Regions from separate parts of the Zea mays genome. Here regions 2 and 3 are each linked to region 1. Evidence: chromatin contacts called from public Hi-C data. All regions are on one chromosome and are shown on one strand. The core of a region is the stretch at or near the end of the contact, and the rest is flanking DNA. Distances in the headings are between cores, read along the strand shown.

Region 1 (2,642 bases), core at 47-2,546:
CTTTCCATATCTGAATCCGAATGATGGTCAGAGGGAGCGAACCTTCGGTCGACAACAGGCATAGGCTGATAGGCACGCGCAAGAGGCAAAGATGCCGCTTCACTTTCTATCAGGAATCAGGATCCAGCACTTGGCACTTGACTTGCAGCTACAGGCCCAGCTGCAGTCCCCGATCCTGCGTTACTGCCCTGGCCGGCCGTCAGCAAGGTTCACCACGACAACGAGCACCATATATATGTACCTCCGGCAGCGTCGTCGATGCAACGGCGGCACCTTTGCTCCAGTCCTGTCCGGCCCAACACGCAAAAGTTCTCTGCAAAGACGGCACGGCAGCTGGGACCACGGACCGGCCGGTTTGTCCACCATTCGCCGCCGGATAAACTCTCCGCGCGCGCGCGCGCGCTCGCACTGCTTCTGGAGATATTATCATGACAAGTGGAGTGGCCCCCACTGTGGCCGGCAAGGCCTGTGGAGATACGAGATGCGCGCGTCAATAATTAAGCACGGGCGGCCGTCCTTATCTTATCATAGCTGCTTTTTGCCGGGCTGATCTCTGTCAGTTCTCTCCTTCCTTGCCGTGCCCAGTGGCAGTAGGAGGGGGCAGGGGCATGATCCGTCTCTATCCTCCCGTGCGGGAGTGACATGGGACAGGCTAGCGTGACGAATGTTCTGGTCCACTGACAGTGGCCCAACTGCCCCTCTGAAGGAACCGGCTCCAATGTTCTGAGTTCTGACCCCATTGGAGAAACCGTTTCTGAAGGCATTGACGCAAGCCTCACGAGAAAAAAAAAAGAAATCAGGAGGAAGAGCTGACAAGCATCGCTAGATATGGCTAGTTTATGCGCCAAATCTCACTGGACGCAATATGTCCTCCTGGGTGGTTCGAGGATAAGCTAGTTTATATGCGCCAGGCCGTTATCCTACTACGACGGTGCTCTACTGCACCTACGTACGCCTACGCGCCGCCGCTGGGTGTGGTCGTTGGCCGCTGACGCGTGCGCGCGTCTCGCCGTCGGCGTCAGCGAGGGTGTTAAAGCTAAGCACAAGCAACGCAACTGGCACTCTATGGTATGGCGCGCCGAAAAAATTTGGCCGCGCGTCTCGTCGCTGCGTCCGTGGCGTGGCGTGGCGTGTCGCCGACGTCGGTGGGGACGGGATCCGAAGCGCGTCCCTTGGTGGCGCGACGGGCCGGGAGTCCGGGACGGGATGGCGAAAGATCGTCGGCGATTGGCGGTGTGGGCTTTGGGGTGGCTCGGTCACTAGCGCCGGATGAGGAGGATTAGGTGTTGTGTGCCCGTAGCCCGCAGCCGTGGTCTTTGCTAGGCAGCCTAGGCTGGTAGCGGTGGTAGCCTGTGAGCACTAACCACTGCGGAGGATGAGTAGTACGTAGTTGTGCAACTTCGACAGGCGTTAAACAGGTAAGGCTATCCTATCCTTTATTATCATATTCTATATTTCAAATTTTATTTTGAAACCCGTGTCAAACAATATTATCTATAGTTTTGTTTTTGTCTAAGGAAGGAGAGGGATGCTTATGAAAATGACGAAAGGAAAATTAGAGGAAGGGAGACAGAGCTGGGCTAACTGAGCATCGACCGGTCTTGGCAAGACGGCCGAGGTCTTCAAATCCCCTTGGACTGGACTGGACTGGGCTCAGATTGTTTTCCCGGATCTCCGTTAAAAGCGACTTTCTTCCTGGCCCGTCTCCAAGTTCTAACCTTTGTTTGGGCACAGATCGGTCCGACGACGACGTTTGGCGTTCTCGTCCCGCCTCACCGGGTCCTTGTCCTTTCCGATCTCGACGGCGACGGCTACCGGGCATCCATCTGTTGCATGCGCCTGATCTCCCATCCCCGGTGATCGGTACGTCAGGTGACTCTAGCTACACTGTGCCCATCAGGCCATCTGAGTGAACGAGAAGATGAGCGGGCGGCACCAAACCGTCCCCGGCTCCCGTCGACTTCCACATCGGCGGCCTCAGAGTGACGCCGACCTGGCCCTCTCCGTCGGTCGCAAACCAAACAGGCCTCTTCTCACAAATGCATCGTGAAGGATTGAATGGCCTAGTGCTTCAACTTTTGACGGACAAGGTTCGGAGCTGGACTGCTGGGTCGAGCATGCATACCACCGCGCGCGCGCATACGGGAATCCAATGCAAGTTCGGTCCGTAGCCAGTGTGACGTGGTGACGACGCGGACGCACCTACGTACGAGAAGTCACACGCTACTAGACACGTACCAGTACCGCACACGCACGCAGGCAGAGATCAGGTCAGAGGGACCAGGGTAAATGTCGTACGGGACTGCTAGAACGATAGTGGGATGATCGACGGATCGTGTCATCTTGGGAAAGGCGGAGGTCGAGCACCGAGCACGCATATATAGATGCCGACAAACGCGAGCGGGCGGCTAGCTCAGGAACAAAAAGAAAATGGCGCCACAGATCAGATCAGCGCTGCTATGCCATATATAGGCAAATAGGAAGGCTGCAAGAGGAGGACGAGAGATCCTGGCGCTTGTACCGTTATACGTGCCCGGGCCACAGAGAACGCATTCTTTTTTTAAGGGAAAACCAAAAGATTTGTCATTCCAATATATTAGAAGACAAAAAAAAAAAACTTTACACTGACACATAACCTATAT
Region 2 (2,642 bases), core at 75-2,574, 220 kb after region 1:
TTTCATGTCATCTGAAGATCAAAGATCCTAAGAAATAGTTTCTGGTTTATGGGTCTAGCAGAGCCAGAAGTGAGCACCTACAACCCTTTTAAGTTAAGCAACACAAGTTGAATTCATGGGAGCATGTGATTTGTTACCAAGATCCGTTGTATATACATATGACTTATCAATGATTTTCAGGCTGTTGTAACTATCCAGTATCGTACAATTGACCTGTTACCTAGGGGGAAACACTGCATGAGTGTTGTTGGTATCCTTGTCTGGTGAGCGAAAATCTCTCTTATCTTTTGTTTCTCTTCGTTTGATTTAGTCCAGTCATTTCCTTAAATTATTTATAGATATGAGGCAGAGTGGGTGATTCTATTGCAGGAGGAGGAGGGAGTGATTCTCCTGGAGGTGGAGGAGGATGAAGTGGTGAAGACTTCAAGCCAACTCCAAGTGCCATGTTGACCTCTGCCTCCGCTCCATGCACACATCCATCCCAGTCGTCTTCAAGGTCCAGACCTCCTCCCTGCTCAAGTTCCTCGTCAGCACGTTGCGCGGTGTCGTGTCATCGCTTTCCTCGGTGTCCATACGCGTGGTGCGAGGCATCCCGTCACCTTTATGGGCACATCGTCCATATGTGACCCCCTTCTCCATATAATTTAAACAAATTTTACTCTTTTGGGCTCCGTGTAATTTCATTGATAAAATCTCTACTACTTATTAACGCTGCAAAGTTAACCTATCATTCCGTGTTATATATATTTTTATTGGTATTATATGATCCCGTTGCAACGCACGGGCACTCACCTGGTATATATATATATAGCTAATTGAAGTGTACTATCAAAACAACAAGTTTATCTGAATCGTACAAATCTCTACTATATTAAACCACTAGTTTCTAACGGTCGTCCCACGTCAATATTTTTCAAAAAACAAAAATCATACATTTCTTTAGAATCAACACGCACTCTTATAATCTCTTCTCTACTACTATAATAGGATAGTTTATATAAAAAACAAGGTGAAATTTTTTATAAGTGAGTGTTTGAACCTTGGTTGTTGGTTCTATATTCACACCCACATAATCAATAAAAAATATATATTATGTTTTATTAAAAACAAAATTTATCTTATGTAATATATAAAAACCGTATGGGCATATGACTAGTAAAAAAATATAAACACGGGAACAACTTAACTTTGCCCAACCCAGGCCAGAACACCGGCGCCGGCCCACCTCTGATCCAAATCCAACAGAGAAGTAACAGTGGCCCACGCCCGTCAACCATAGAAAACAATTGGCTGGAGCCCTGACACGTGATCCGGTCCACGGGATCCATCCACGCGGCCCAACACTCGAACCACAAGATCCAGTGGACATCAGCTCGGATGATGGGCTGCTCAATTTCGTGCGTGCGTTTTCACCATCACCGGACGGGGTGCACCTCCTCGCCGTTTCGCTGCACCTGCACGGGCACGAGAGGCGATCACAGCTTGTCGGGCGTGGCGCGGCGGCGGCGGCCGGCCGTCATGGGCATGGCCTCCCACTTCCACGCTCACACCGTCCTAGTCAGACGACAGCCGCAGTGACCTGGACCTTGGCTTGGAATGGATGGTAGAAAGAACATTTCTCTTCTCCCGTGGAAAAGAATAGAGATGGGCATGGACCGTGACTGGGAGAATCCTTGCATCACCCAATGACATCGTCCGGAAGACGGCCGCCTCCCAGTGTGGCCACCACTCAGTACACAAGTCAATGATAAGCCCCGCGGCTCTATCTTTCTAGTCTATAAAAATTCTACAAAAATGTTGGATAAGTCCCCTAGGTGTCATCCACTGGTTTAGGCTTTAGAGTTTACATAACTTGATAACTTGATAGTTAAATAAATAATAGTCAAACAAAGATTTTTCTTTTAGCTAAGATGGATACTATTGTATGGTAATAGTTGTATGATACGTATTTTACCCACGGATACACATGTACGAGTATTATTCACATGTATCTGTACCCGTCTAAACACCGGGTAAAAATTATTGTCATTAACATATCTACATATAAAAGAAGTTATTTTATAACTATATTTATATCGGATAAAACCGTTAGGTATTCGAATTTCGGATATTAGTAGACTTTGGCTTTCGACGTCCCCGTAAGGCCCGCCCCTTTCGTGTCGTTGTCAGCGCCCCTCATAATTATTACTACCTCCATTTTTAAATAGTTGACGCAGAATAGTTCATTTTTAACTAAAAAGCGTCAAGTAAAGAAAAACGAAGGGAGTATTTTTTTTCCCTGAAGCAGCAAACGCGACACGCACCCTTTCGAGTCCCCACCGCACCAAATAGGGATGAAAACGGTACAGGAAATTCCCATACTGTCCCGTTTCGAATACTGTTTTTTCCGGTCGTTTTTGGATTGTTCAGAAACCGATTAGAAACGGTACGAAAACGATTTAGCTAGTTTTTCGATCGTTTTCGTATTTTTCGTTTCCGAGTTATGCTAATACTGTTTTCTACCATTTTATATAATATGAGATAGATCTAGCATATAATTTATTTAAGTTATAGAGTTTTGTTGCGTTCAAGTGAATGAATAAGCGAAAAGCAAATGTTATAATTACTCTAACTAATATGAATGATGAAAAAGAGTTGTTTGT
Region 3 (2,642 bases), core at 95-2,594, 170 kb after region 1:
AAAATAGGGGGGCATATGTGATCTTCTAGCTAGGGGTGATGCCACCACTACATAAGATATAAGTGATAGTGTAGGGATGTAACTATGTAAGGGTGTATCCTCTAATCCTCTTAAACCATGTAATGACCACTAGGAATACTTCATTTCGCAGTCTCAGCATGTCGGTGGTACTCTAGGGTGACTTGGTGATGAATTGTAGGTGGTATCATTCTGGTTAGATAATAGCCTAATATCAACCTAGACAGAGGCCACCGTCGATGATGGTAATGTTGTGGCTATAGGTGTACATTCTCTATAGAGTTGATCGATCTATAAGCATAGGTCTGACCAAGGTTAATGAAGATTCCTATATGTTTCTCACTTGAGCATGACTAGAGAGTTTTGTGTTCTTTTTCTCTTCCTCGTGTTTGGATAAGGATCAAACCTGAGAGTATTGAGATAAGGATGAGAGGGAGTTGTCTTTGTTGACTAGAGAGTGTAGTGATGAGATGTGAGAGTGTGGTGTGTTTAGATATGAGATGATATGGATAGGTGGATGGATGTGATGATACTATGTGGATATTTACAAATAGACCATGAGACATGCATAGTAAGCCTACCGTCACATGATTTGTGTGGAGCGTGAGGAAGAAAGAAGATGAGAGGCACTAAAAAGTTAAGGTTTAGACTCTCTCCAACAAAAATATGTACAACATCTTGTACCCTATATTTAGTGGAGATTTCCTTTTTTATCACTACATCAGCGTTCTCTAATTGATACTCTAAATATAGATGATTTTCATCTGTTCTCTCTATATAGAGATTCTATATCCTTTCTTCTATCTATTTTAATACTTTAAACAACATATTTATCAAAACTAAATTATGTACAAAATATTTGTGAGTATAACAAATATATATGTATAAAAATTTAAAATAACATATGTCTCTAATATAGTTATTTTTTATATAGAGAGGATGGGATATAAAGAATGCTGCTGAAGATGAAGATAAAAGAGAAATAAATTTTTAGGACTTATTCGGTTGGGGTAGATTGAGGGTGATTAATAGAAAGAGGTTTAATCCCCTTAATTTTTTCTAATCCTTACACAACCGAACATAGGGATATAAATGATGAATACAGAGACGGCTTTGGAGGAGTGAAGGCCTTGCCAAATGCCAAGCCAATAACTATCATCAGGCCATACCTGGCACTGTAGGGCCTGAGGCTGGGCTGTGTGCTTGGGATATACAGTACCTGACCCTGGCCAGGGTCTCCACCGCACGCCCCCGTCCTACCTCGCGCCCTCTCCTCGCACCACAATCACACGAGCAGACAGTCACCAACTCCTTTCTGTCTTTCGCTTTCACTGCTCACCATTTCGCGTCCTTGCCTCGCCATCTCGCCGTCGCGGGCGCCTGTTTTTCGCCTCCCTCCCCCCATCTGCCAGACTGCCACGCACCTTTGCACAAAGAAAGGCGCCCCGAGGTACAGTACAGGTAGAGGTAGAGCCGACAGCCGAGCGAGCCCGGGAGCCGAACACCTCCACCAGCAGCAAAAGCACCACCACCACCAGAACCGAGCGCACAAAAGCGCGCGGCCGGGACGCGGGAGAAAGCAACGGGCAGCCTGTACTGCCGGCTGCTGCAGCTACCCTTTCAGTCCCAATTCCAGCCCCCGGCCAGGCGCTCGCAAAGTGCGGGAGCCGCCCTCTTCGCTCGTGGGCTCTCTCTCTCTCTCTCCGCGTTCTCGCTCCAGGTCGTGTACGATCCGCCAGTACGTACGGGCCCCGGCGGCGCTCGTGCGCGGGCGACAACATGTCCTCGGCGGCGGGCGGTGGATACGGGGCCGGCGGCGCGGAGCATCAGCACCTGTTGCTGGGGCAGGCCGCGGGCGCGGGGCAGCTCTACCACGTGCCGCAGCACAGCCGCCGCGAGAAGCTGCGGTTCCCGCCCGACGACGCGGCCGACTCGCCCCCGCCCACTGCCTGGCCGGCGCCCCCACCCTTCTACTCCTACGCTTCCTCGTCGACATCGTCCTACTACTCGCCGCATAGCCCCACGCTGGCGCACGCGCAGCTAGTAGCACACGCGCTACCTGCGGGCGCCGGGGTCCAGATCCCGAGCCAGAACTTCGCGCTCTCGCTCTCTTCGGCGCCCTCGAACCCTCCGCCCGCGCCGCGGAGGCAGCTCGCCGCGGGGGTAGCCACGGGGCCGTACGGCCCGTTCACGGGCTACGCGGCCGTCCTCGGGCGGTCCAGGTTCCTGGGCCCCGCGCAGAAGCTGCTCGAAGAGATCTGTAACGTCGGCGGACGGCCCCCGCACCTGGACCCTCTCTCCGACGAGGGTATGTTCGGCATGGAGCATGGCATGGGCGGCGTTGACCGCGCTACCGCTGAGGCGGTCGCTGTCTCCGGCGCCGAGCAGCAGTGGAGGAAGACCAGGCTCATCTCCCTCATGGAGGACGTGAGCTTCTTGATCCTTCATTGAAAAATACGTCTTTTCTCTGCTTTTGTTTCTTGTCGCAATTATTTCTTCTTCGCCGAGAAGAATCTAACGAATACCTCATGGTCACGTCATGGAGCCTACATCCTGTTCGAATCTTTATCTGCTGTTCTGGCACAGCTTATTTCTTGTGCTTGTGATTTGATGAGAGTAGATAT

The links. A called contact is a pair of places that touch in the nucleus more often than the background predicts.
Region 2: a contact with region 1 is called in a Hi-C map of bundle sheath, with 2.6 times the contacts expected there. The contact joins two enhancer-like sites. A contact is called at or near these places in 3 of 25 Hi-C or Micro-C datasets (bundle sheath, ear and leaf).
Region 3: a contact with region 1 is called in a Hi-C map of ear, with 4 times the contacts expected there. The contact joins the promoter of LOC100382470 here to the enhancer-like site in region 1. A contact is called at or near these places in 8 of 25 Hi-C or Micro-C datasets (bundle sheath, ear, leaf and 2 more) and 1 of 3 datasets of contacts at active chromatin or transcription factors (leaf).

What each region holds. Positions count from the first base shown.
Region 1 is chr8:97,686,240-97,688,881 of Zm-B73-REFERENCE-NAM-5.0, reverse strand. No RefSeq gene overlaps it. Among protein-coding and RNA genes, the nearest start is that of LOC100192973, 39 kb to the left of the region's middle. Within about 2 kb of position 1,296, at least 20 of the 20 cell types and tissues checked have an H3K27ac peak or open chromatin away from gene starts, as enhancers often do. A contact at or near this core is called in bundle sheath, ear, leaf and 2 more, where this site is marked.
Region 2 is chr8:97,464,478-97,467,119 of Zm-B73-REFERENCE-NAM-5.0, reverse strand. No RefSeq gene overlaps it. Among protein-coding and RNA genes, the nearest start is that of LOC778431, 17 kb to the right of the region's middle. Within about 2 kb of position 1,324, at least 18 of the 20 cell types and tissues checked have an H3K27ac peak or open chromatin away from gene starts, as enhancers often do. A contact at or near this core is called in bundle sheath, ear and leaf, where this site is marked.
Region 3 is chr8:97,511,525-97,514,166 of Zm-B73-REFERENCE-NAM-5.0, reverse strand. LOC100382470 reads left to right here and starts at 1,344. Exons shown (of 4, transcript NM_001175210.1): 1 at 1,344-2,445. The coding sequence starts at 1,798.